Regions from separate parts of the Lactuca sativa genome. Here region 1 is linked to region 2. A link is a contact called in public Hi-C data. All regions are on one chromosome and are shown on one strand. Each heading gives the region's core, a stretch centred on a gene start, on an enhancer-like site or on the middle of the called end of the contact. The rest is flanking DNA. Distances are from core to core; before and after follow the strand shown. Region 1 holds the start of LOC111899378 (ankyrin repeat protein SKIP35-like). Region 2 holds the start of LOC111899376.

Region 1 (5,909 bases), core at 972-3,471, 220 kb after region 2:
GCAGCCTCGTTTCACGAACCACTGGACCACCTGCATGCAACCGCGTTCGGCGGCTCTCATTAGTGGGCCCAGGAAAGCCATCGCGTTTCCTTCTTCCACTAGACATTCCATGGTGGAGATTTTTGAGTAGTGGGAGGCGAATCCTAGGGCTAAATCAACGTCTACATCCAAGCTGTTTCTTTGAGCAATCTGGAATAGAAAGTCATCGGAATGGAATCGGATAAGAATGGAATGGAATCGTTGATTCCATTCCATCCAAAAAAAAAAAAAAAAAAACTTACTTGCAATAAGATGCGAACAAGCTCTGTGCTTCCGAATCTTGAAGCTTCAAGAAAGCATTGATTGACATTATCGGCGCCTCCTTCTACTAACATGGCCAACAACCCTTGAATTGCAGTTGCTGACATACCTGATGCCCAACCAGGATCAAAAGAACTAGAAAATAAAGTAAGAGGAAAACAAGCTGCATCGAATGCTTCTGTGAAATCCTTCCCTGTTAAATGATTCCCAGCAAGATCCAAGAAAGTCTTGAAAGCTGACAACTGTAATTGAACTTGAGCAGCGGAATTCTGATTCACTCTGTCTTTGTTCCCTTGACAACGGGAATGGAATCCTATACATTTCAATGCCCATTCCGTGAACTTCTGGACTTTAGCACCAGCTTCGGCTTTCAACACTTCATCCCCATTACACTCCTGTAATCGTTCATGTAACCTAAAAAAAAATCAGGGTGTTATCGATTAAATAACAGAAAAGGTGAAGAGGAAGAGGAAGAGGAAGAGGAAGGGGAAAAGAAAATTACCGTTTTGCCATTACGGATACGGTATCTGCAAGGCTCATAGTGCGGCTTTGACAGGCGGAAACACATGAAGCTAAGAAGGAAGTTCTTAATGCTGCTCTTGTGAAATCAGAAGCACCATTGGAGATTATGGTTTTGATTAAAGCAGTGATTCCATCGAGTTCATGATGGGTGCTTAAAAACCAAATTGAATCGAGTGAAATGCAGAGAGCATCATTAAGTGTTTGTGGATCTGCTAAAGAGATCAAACTTTCTGCAAGTTCCCAATCATGGGAACTCACTGCACCTTGAAACAATCGCCCCAATTCAATCCTATCTTGTCTACTAAGTTTCTTCTCTTGTGAACATTTTTCAAATTTTATAGCTCCAGAATCTGTTGAGAGCAAGGTGGATTTACTTACAAGAGGTGATGATTCTTTTGAGAACACCACGTTTTCATCATCCCTGTCGTCTGATTTGCAGGTTACAGTATCGTTATTTTGAGTCTCTATTCTAGTTTCATCGGTTTCCATCTCATCAGATTCATGGTTTGTATGATTTCCTATCAAAAATAAGGCTTCCTCATCTCCCACGGCTGCCACAACTTTCTTTTTATCCATTTTTCTAAAAGCTCTTGATCGATTAACAGCTTGAAGATGGTAAAATCAATCCCTTGAAGCAGCAGCAGGATGCATCCCAAACGTTGATTGTTTTTCTCTCCGATAAACAATCGCAGATGTAACAGATTTGATTTTGATTTATTTCCCTCGAGCTTATCTCAATAAACAGCTGGCAACAACTAAAGAGATCCGGAAATCGATCTTACGCTCAGCGAAAACGAAACCCAAATCGGTTCGAGATTCCTGTTTGTTCACGGAACGATCTAGGTTAAACGCATCGTCAAATTTGTAGAAAAAAGAGATGGTTGTAAGTTGTACCCCATACGCAGAAACAATTTCCCTAAATTTAGAACTTATCACACAAGGGGCTTCAAGGGTACAAGCAAAGAAATCCAAAACATCATAAAATCCAGAAAACCCGGTCAAGTCCCAACCTTATCTTACCAATTACCGACAATCATCGTCCGTAAACATGGAATCCAAGAACACCCGAACTACCACAAGAATCTGGGTTCCGTTATCTGAAAGAATAGACACCAAAAACGAAAAGTTCTCAAAAGGAAAGTTGAGAAGATGGATGAAAAAAAACAAATGGGCATAGATGATTAGATTAGTGATAACAATTAACAACAAACCTGATCGATCGATCGACCGATTGATTGATTAGGGTCGAAGGAGAGTGCGTGTGTGTGAGAGAGAGTCACCTTGGCTGGATGGTATTTCTGCAAATGAGTTTCTCGCCTCACCTTTACCTTTCCCCACTGCTCTCTCTCTCTCTCTCTCTTCTCTCTCTCCCCCTCTCTCTTTCTTTCTCTCTCTACGTTAATACATCTTTTTAGGTTTTTTTGGTTTCTTGAAAGAATATATGTGGTGAATTTGAGAAGTCTGTAAATTTGTTGTCTGGTTTGAAAAAATTTAAACCACAGGGTTTATTTGGTCCATTCGTTTATATTGGAATATCATTCATTTTGATTGAATAGAACTTAAAAAAGTTTTTGATAAAATTAGTTGGCAGTTACCGATTTAAAGATAAAAGTTGTAATTTTTATTTATATATTAATGTTTAATAAAATTAGTTAAAAGTTTTTAAAATATATAAGATTATGATATTTTTAAATTTTAAACAGAATATAATTTTAAAAAAAGATATATAAGTCAATTTGAAAAAATATAAAAAAAGTTTTTTGTTTAAGTTAAACATATTACATATCGAAGCTTTTCAAGTTTTTTTAAGGGATAATGACTTAGGAGGGTAATTAAGTTTCCAGTTTGTTCGTATTAGGTCATTAAGGTTTTTTTTGTGCGTATTAGACCAATATGGTTGTTATTACCGTTTAGAAATAGTCTTTTTTACCGGTTTCTTCATGTTTAACCAATAAAAATGACTATTTCTAAACAATAATAACAACCATATTGGTATAATACGCAGAAAAAAAACCTTAGTGACTTAATATAGACAAACTGAAAACCTAATTACCCTCCTAAGTCATTAACCCTAATTATTTAGAAAACATGCTTACTAATCAATGTGACCGACTTGTTTGACTGGAAATAGTTGCTTCCATTTAAATTTATCACACAAATCTTCCAGAATTTCCAAGTCCAAAAATTCATATGATTGATGATCTTCATTACATAAATATGCAACATTTTATCAATAACTTCTTTTTTGTCATTTAAATATTTACATGAACACATCCATATGTACAAAAACAATCTCACTTTGATACCTCTCATCAATGTCTACATTTGATAACGAATGGAAATATAAAACCAACAAGGACTTGTAAAGGATGTCTATTATCAATTATTGTATAAACAGCAAAGACGACGAAGGGTTTAAAAAAAGTTTGGACCATTTCTCGATTTGTGTGTGTCATCTTTGCGCATGGGTCATGCTAATCTTCTATGTATCTTTCCAATTTTATCGGATGTCCCCGAAACGACGACTATAAATGAAAAGCTTCGTCATATAGATGAGTAGCAGGTTCTTCTTCTAGTCAATATGAGACGACACGAGTTCTAAACGAACTAGTTTACTGTTGATGATCATATATTCTCAATGTCTTTAAAATTAAGGTTAATGACTTAGGAGGGTAATTAGGTTTCTAGTTTGTCCGTATTAGGTCACAAAGGTTTTTTTTGTACGTATTAGACCAATATGATTGTTATTACCGTTTACAAATAGTCATTTTTACGGGTTAAATAGAAAGAAACCGGTAAAAATTACTATTTATAAACGGTAATAAGAATCATATTGGTCTAATACGCACAAAAAAAACCTTAGTGATTTAATACGGACAAACTAAAAACCAAATTATCCTACTAAGTCACTATCCATTTTTTTTAACTAAAAATGAAATCTTAAAAATTGTACGGCTGTGTACCCTAAAACTATTTTTTTTTAATAATGTGGTCCTATAAATAGTTTACGGGGGATATAAATCCTTTTGTTCTTTTTGCTTCTTTTAAACGATTTTCTTGTTGTTTACGTTATTTGTTTTCTCATGTTTGATATGAATTTTACTATTTATGTGACATTTATTTTATTTGATGATGATTTTAATCAATCATATATTTCATATATTAATAAAAGGAAAACGATAGTGATTAGGTTTGACTTTAGTTGCGTATTCTTGAAATTTTGTAGGTTACATGTACATGAAATGAAGTCATGTTAAATAATTTAATATTAAAGTGATATTAATAACTATAAATCTAATTAAATAAAAGTTTTAATTGTATTATTTATTACTTTGCGTTTTAAATAATTGAAGATGACATTGACATCAGAAACGACCATATTACATGTTAATAATTTAAAATAATTATTTAACATATAAAAATTTATCTAATCAATAATAGCTATGATATTTTCATAAATAATTAAATTTCTAAATGTATCGACACAAGAACATGGATAAAACCTTTTATGTTGTATTTCATGCTTTAAAATCGATATATAAAATTTTATTAATACATGTTTACAGAAGGAGTAAAAGAGAATGGACTAAGGGTTTGATTCGAAATAATACATAGATATAATTTTTAAGTATTAAAATCTTATATTTATCTCATAAACTTTAAAATATCATATTTATCATAAACTTGTTATTTTAAACATATTTAATGATTTTAAATTATTATTTTAATGATTTGATTAGTATATCCTTTTAATTGTTATCATTAAAAACTTATATTATACCCCTTGATATCATATTGAGTTTAGGTAGTGGTGGATCGAGGAAGTTTGTATTATATGCTTAAAGTTTTGAACAAACGATTAGGGACGATGACTCCACTTTATTCACATACGATTTGATTTGATCATACCTAGTGTTTTAAATAACGTTAGACATGACTTGGCGGCAATGCCAAACTTTAAGCTTTTACGAATCACATAGTTTGTAAGATGTAACAAAAGGTGGCAATTTTATATTGTATATAATTAATAATTTTATAGATTTTTTCTACTATTATTCATTTTTATATACATATATGACTTAAGACAACATTTTGTTAAAGTTTGTTGTCCAGTACAAGTCTTAGAGCCATGGCACGTCATGACGAGCTTTTAGAACTTTGATCATATTTGTACATTGTAGATGGTTGATCACTGAACCCAATAGAAGGTTAAGGGATTTGAAGACCAACGGAAGATTATTGGAGACACAAGCTAAGTAATTTGTACACTCTAATGTGATACCTTACAATTTATTATGAATTTGTCATTTTTTTGCTTTCGGTTTATGTATTGGTTACCATGAAAATGAAAAGATGAACCCAAAAATTCATCAAGGACTGCAGCAAATTACGGACTATAGCACACCCAAATCCCGCTAACTTTGACCAACTTCTGACAGTGTTACCCATATTGTCGTTTTTCAAACCTAAACTACTGAACAACCAGAAATTATAATAATAATAATAATAATAATAATAATAATAATAATAATAATAATAATTATACATTTTATCGAATAAATAAAATCTTTGAATATAGTAATTGTTTTTCGTATGCATTACGAGCTACTAAATAATTATTGTTTACACAATATGTAAACAAATATGTAACATCCTAAAAATCAGGGTAAAATTTTCATTTTTAAAACTCAACCAAAAACCATAATTGTTTAAAAACATTGTTCTCAAAAGCAATAATCACAAATCATAGTATCTCCATAATCCAATAACATAAAACCAGAAGGATGTGCACGATCATGCCTTCGCTTTCCCATGATCATCTGAAGTACCTAAAACACGAAACTTAAACCGTAAGCCAACACTTAGTGAGTTCTCCCAAAGTACCACACACAAACAGAACATATTACAACATGCATAAATGAGCCTTCAACCTTACTGGACCGTCGCGCATAGCCAGCCTATCTGGACCGCTCTCCGAGACGTCGGCCTGGATGGACCACCTAGCATGCCTTAAGTCTATCCAGACCGCCTCGAGTGTCTTGGCCTTTAGCACAAAGCAGGACCGCCTCAATCCAACAAACCATAAC
Region 2 (5,717 bases), core at 2,591-5,090:
AACATCACTTCGTTGGATGGAATGGAATCGTCATAAACAATGGAACGGAATCAGCCATTCCATTCCATCGAAATCCAAACACATTCCTACCGGAATAGCCCATTCCATTCCATTCCATTGTTTCAAAACAAACACTTTTTTCCAATTCAAACAAAACAAACCATCCAATTCCTTCGCCAATTCCCTCATACCAAACACTATTTCATTGGATGGAATGGAATCGCCACAAACACTGGAATGGAATCAGCCATTCCATTCCATCAAAATCCAAAAAAGACATACCTCATCATTATTCATTACTCCCGATCTCTTTCCTCCCACCATCTCCAACATCACTTTCACTAGCAGTCTCCCACTCCGAATCATCACTCCCATACCCATCCCCCCCACCACCACCGCCACCCCCACCCTCCTCACAATCAATCCCGCCATGTTTCACCGCCGCCTCCCTAAACAACCACGCGGCCTTCATCTGCTTCTTCACCAACCGCTCCGCATAATCCGGGACCTTATTCTGCCTACAATTCAAATCCGGATCCATTGAATTCGAACACTCATTTATAAACAAAATCGCATCCAACAAACTCTCCTTCGCCAACCCAATCATATCATACGCCTGGGCCCGCCTCCACAAACTTTTCGCGTGCCTATTGACGGGATTATGCAAACAAAGGGCCCGCGTGGCATCACTAATGGCGGTTAAAGGTTGTTGCAACAAAAGGTAGCATTGGGCGCGATTACTGTATAAAACAACTCTTTCTTTTTTGGATCTTACGGGGCATAAGGAGAGGGCTTCTGAGTATTTTAAGGCGGCGGCTTGGATGTTTCCGGAAGAAAAGAGGGAGTTGCCTTCGAGTTTGACGACTAAGGCGGCGGCTTGTTTGATGTGGAGGTCTTCTTTTGGCATGGATTTTTCCCATTTGAAACGTTCGCGGGAATCGAGGAGGGATTCGATGTCTTCTTGGGTTCGGTTGCTGATGGAATTGCGGTTTCCGGTGGAATTGATGGATTCTTGGAGGACGTTGAGGATGGAATCCCCGAGTTTTTTGTGGTCCCCGAGGGTTTGGATTTCTGCGAGGTCCAGAACTGCTGGTGCTGCTTTTTCGATCACCTGTAAGGAATGGAATGTTGTGAGGTTTTGGATTGAGGATGGAATTGGAATTCGAGATTCCATTCCGGCGTGTTTGGTTGTTGAATGGATGGAATTCAACTCTGTCATCATCATGTTTTTTTTTTAATGAAAAAGACCTTGTATTTTTTCAATTTTTCCAAAAAAACCCATCAACTTTGTCTTCTTTTTTTTTTCGGAAAAAAACCCTCAACCTTCGAATGTTTCCAAAGAAATCCTCAACTTTTTTAGTTTTTTCTGAAAAAACCCCTCACATTTTATAGTCTTTTTTTTAGGGAAAAAAGACTAAAAGGGCTAGATCGGAAAAAAGAAAAAAATGCAAGGTCTTTTTTTCATGAAAAAAATAAAGTTGAGGTTTGATCCGGGAAAAAAAAAAAAACACAAAATATAAGGTCTTTTATGAGATTAACACTAAATATATTGAAATAAACAAAAATAAAAATCAGTTATATATATTTAGAGTACTAAAAAATGGTTAGAATATAAACAAAAGGGAAAATTACAGGTAATAAAAAAAAACTTTAAATTTTGGGCGATTTTGCGGTTTTATTGCTTATACATTATCTTTTTCCAATCAAACCATAAAAGTTTCAGAATTTTTTTCTTCTGAATTTACCATTTTGACCTGATATAACATTTCAAAATGGTTAATTTGGAAAATGAATGAAACTTGTATGGTTTGATTAGAAAATGATAAAAGTATTAGTGGATAAACCGTAATACTGCCCAAATTATAATGTTTTTTTCTTTTTTTGTAATTTGCCCTGGATAAAATAATAAATTATAAATGAGTTAAATTTTATCTTGTTAAGTTTATTAGATATTACCTTATGGAAGGTATTAGGATCTTGAAGCAACCATAGAAGACAATCAATAGCCATATATTGCCAGTCATCTGAAGATCGTGCAATATTACATAATGACTCAATTACCCCTGGGCAACTGCTAACAGGTCCTCTTCCAAATTTATGATGACAAATTGTTCTCAATAACCCAATACCTGCTGGTGAATTTTCATTCACAAGTCCACCCCACATTCCAGGAAGTTTCACAAGAAACTCAGGTTTGCATATTGTAGAAAGAAACTCAGGCTTAAAAGCAAAACAATTTATAAGTTGAAGAGACCAACACTGTAATTGACTAGCCCATTCCTCAGCTTTCCTTGATTCCATCTCTACACCACCCATGCCACGTGTCAAAAGATCACAATGGTAACTAAGTCTTCTGTCAGCATACTGATAAAAGTGAGAGTAAACAATCTCAAGTGAACTCATTGCTAATTGTATACAAAGTTCAAGAATCTCTCCATGACTTGAAACAGCAGGGAATGTGCTTGCATATGTAGCTAAATGTCCTAAAGCTCTTACAGCAACTCTTTGTTCAACCCAAGTTAATCTGCCTCTCAAAAGTTCAACCAAAGGTGGGATTACCCCTGCATTCACTGCAGTTTCTGCAAAATCTTCCATGTTCATGGTGTATGATCCGATTATATGTGCAGCATAATAAGGGATGTAGATGTTTTGATCATGAGATAGCCATCTGCGATTCTTTAAGCCTTTCCAAATGAGAGCTGACATGCATTCAAAGATACCTAATTCTATGAACTCTGGATCATTAGGATGTGCCATGGCTGTGTTCCAAAGGCCACTTATTGGGAGAACTTGACCATCATCATCTTGTGAAGGAAGCTCTCTGAAAAACTTCATGATGCTTGCTCTTCGTTTGTTTGGGTTTCCTTCTTTCATGACACAGAAAAAGCATCCGGGGTATGGGCAATCTGGGATGTGTTTTTCCATGCTTATTGACTTGAATTGATTACTCAGAAAGTCAGAATTCTGTTACCATGAAGTTACTTTCTAGTTTCTCATAAACCACCAAATGTACACTGCATTGCAAAGAGGTATAATCATATGAGCTTATGAGCTTATGATCTTATCATGAACTATAAGTGTCTTTTACTTCCATATGAACAGATAGCTAATAAACTGAAACCATACAGTGATACAGAACATGATAGATGGAGATATTCTAAGCATTATGTCAAAGTAAAAGCAAACCATCTAAGATTTGCAAATGCCATCAAAACACATCTGCATAGTTTCAGATCCATATGATGAGCTTTAGGGTTAAAAAGTTCAAAAAGAAGATAATTTTAACAAATGGTGAACTTTCATGTTGATTTCCCCCAAAAACCATGTCTAAATCACAGTTTACAAATAGAAAAATGTCACAAATCTAGAATAACAAAAGAAAAGGAAAAATCCTAAATCAACTAAGGAAAATCCATAATGACAATCGAACAATGAATTCTAACAGGCTTCAACACCTATTAAAAGCTAACCTAAACGCGAAGAAAAAAGTATTAACTTTTAAATTATGCTTCAGCTAAACAACACAATTCAGTAAATTCACATTGCAAAAGCAATTACTGAGTACGTGATGTTACCAAGAAATGTAAAAAGAGATCGAAGAGCATAGGAGCCGACATCAGGATAGTAACATCAGTACCATCAGTAGACGTTCACCGCCTTGCCTGAGTTCTCACACGGCTGCAGAATTGACGGCGGTTAGTAGTCGCCGATCTCGGTGGAGCAAGAGCGCCTGATTCACTGAAAATGAGTAGTGGGAGAGAGAAGGTGCGATTTGGGGAATTGCAGACAACCCTGGGGTTTTTACCGATTGCGAGGGGGTTCATTCAAAAAGGCAACGAGCAAAAGAAAATTTAGGACCAAATAAATTAATAGTACGTTTTTTTTTTTTTTTTTTTTTTTTTTTTTTGTATAAATATTTGAGAAGTGATTAGGTGGTGGTTGGAATAATGAATAATTTTTTAAATTTGGAAAGAAATAAAGTATTAGTTAATGTTATTAAATGACAATTTTGATATTTATATTTAAAGATGTGACTAATCATAAAAATACCCATTTAATAAATTTGAATTGACTACCTTTGATCTTGTAATAAAAAGATAGGATGGTTCTCAATTTGGTTTTTGTGAATTGCAAAATCACTAAAATGGTCTCTTCTATAATATAACCTTTTTTTTGGTTTTGTAGAGTATTTCACAATTTTGCTTGTTAAAATGTATAAAGAATGATTGATATGAACTTTGGAAGGTAAGTAGGTTGCTACAAAATGTTTATTAACTTAATGTAGTTAATGCAAATTAAATTTTAGATAAGTATGGAAGGAAAAAAAGCAACCAAGTAAAGATAAAATAGTAAAAGACCAATGTTGCAATTATAGGATAGCTAAGGGCAAGCAAGTAAAGAAAAGGAACTAAAGGGTCAAACCGACCTTTTTTAAAAAAACAACACCTTAAATTTAATGGTTCGATATTTTATGTACAAGTAAAGTGCATGTAGACAAGTAAGGAAACAGACAAATAATATAGAGAATTATATGTCGATTAGTTGCGAATAATAGATTCAATTATTATTAATATGATTACCAACTTTCGTCTAGAAACTAGATTGATCATTCTCGATTAGATCTGACTATAATAAAGGTAGAAGGAGAGTATCCTGTTGGACGAAATTAAAAAACAAAACAATAATGTAAAACCGACCTATTAATGGTTGATCTTGAACATGGAATAACTGCACGGATCGAACTCTTGTCCTTAAAGGTTTTTTCTTCGCTTATATTGGATGTAAGCAACAAAGTAAAACCCCAGGATTTAATGCAGATCTATCGATTATCCAACAGCATTGGAAATCGATAAACACAAAGTGAATACTCGGAAACTTGAAGAAAATCGCAGAGAGAGGGAGAGAGCTTCGAATTTTCGTGAGTGTCAAATACGGCTCCTAAGGATCAGTATTTATAGATGCTGAAACCGTAGAAGGCATGAAACGACCCTTATAGGTCGGCCCCTAGAAACCCTAGGGCAACGACTTGCTCTCCAAGCAAGTTGTTTCCTGATCCTTCCAGATAATTCGGACTTGTGCTCCATGAAGTCAACGACAGTCAACCATTAATCGGATCGGTCAAATCAGCTTGACCCGAACTCGTCAAAAATAAAAGCTCCTCGGCTCCCAGCCTATTGACGGTTGATCTTGGACGTGGAATAACTACACGGATCGGACTCCTGTCCTTAAAGGTTTTTACTTCGCTTCTATTGGCTATAAGCAACAAAGTAAAACCCCAGGATTTAATGCAGATCTATCGATTATCCAACAACATTGGAAATCGATAAACACAAAGTGAATACTCGGAAACTTGAAGAAAATCACACAGAGAGGGAGAGAGCTTCGAATTTTTGTGTGTGTCAAATACGGCTCCTAAGGATCAATATTTATAGGTGTCGAAACCCTAGAAGGCATGAAACGGGCCCTCATAGGTCGGCCCCTAGAAACCCTAGGGCAACGACTTGCTCTCCAAGCAAGTTGTTTCCTGATCCTTCTAGATAATTCGCACTTGTCCTCCATGAAGTCAACGGCGGTCAACCATTGACCGGAACGGTCAAATCGGCTTGACCCGAACTCGTCAAAAATAAAAGCTCCTTGGCTCCTAGCGACCAATGCGTCGTGCACCTAAATCGCGCCATTTCGCGCACTCGCGGCGTTGGCTAGTGCTAGGCTAGGCT

Evidence for each region. A called contact is a pair of places that touch in the nucleus more often than the background predicts.
Region 1: a Hi-C map of leaf shows a contact between it and region 2, with 4 times the contacts expected there. The contact joins the promoter of LOC111899378 here to the promoter of LOC111899376 in region 2. A contact is called at or near these places in 2 of 4 Hi-C or Micro-C datasets (both in leaf).

What each region holds. Positions count from the first base shown.
Region 1 is chr1:99,288,052-99,293,960 of Lsat_Salinas_v11, forward strand. It overlaps LOC111899378 (ankyrin repeat protein SKIP35-like), which reads right to left and starts at 2,222. Exons shown (of 5, transcript XM_052771749.1): 1 at 2,034-2,222; 2 at 1,717-1,919; 3 at 803-1,641; 4 at 282-714; 5 at 1-189. The coding sequence starts at 1,398. It overlaps LOC111899490 (U6 spliceosomal RNA), which reads right to left and starts at 3,345; the gene lies at 3,243-3,345.
Region 2 is chr1:99,070,832-99,076,548 of Lsat_Salinas_v11, forward strand. It overlaps LOC111899376, which reads right to left and starts at 3,841. Exons shown (of 4, transcript XM_052771742.1): 1 at 3,576-3,841; 2 at 1,957-3,014; 3 at 283-1,111. The coding sequence starts at 2,925. The coding sequence ends at 290.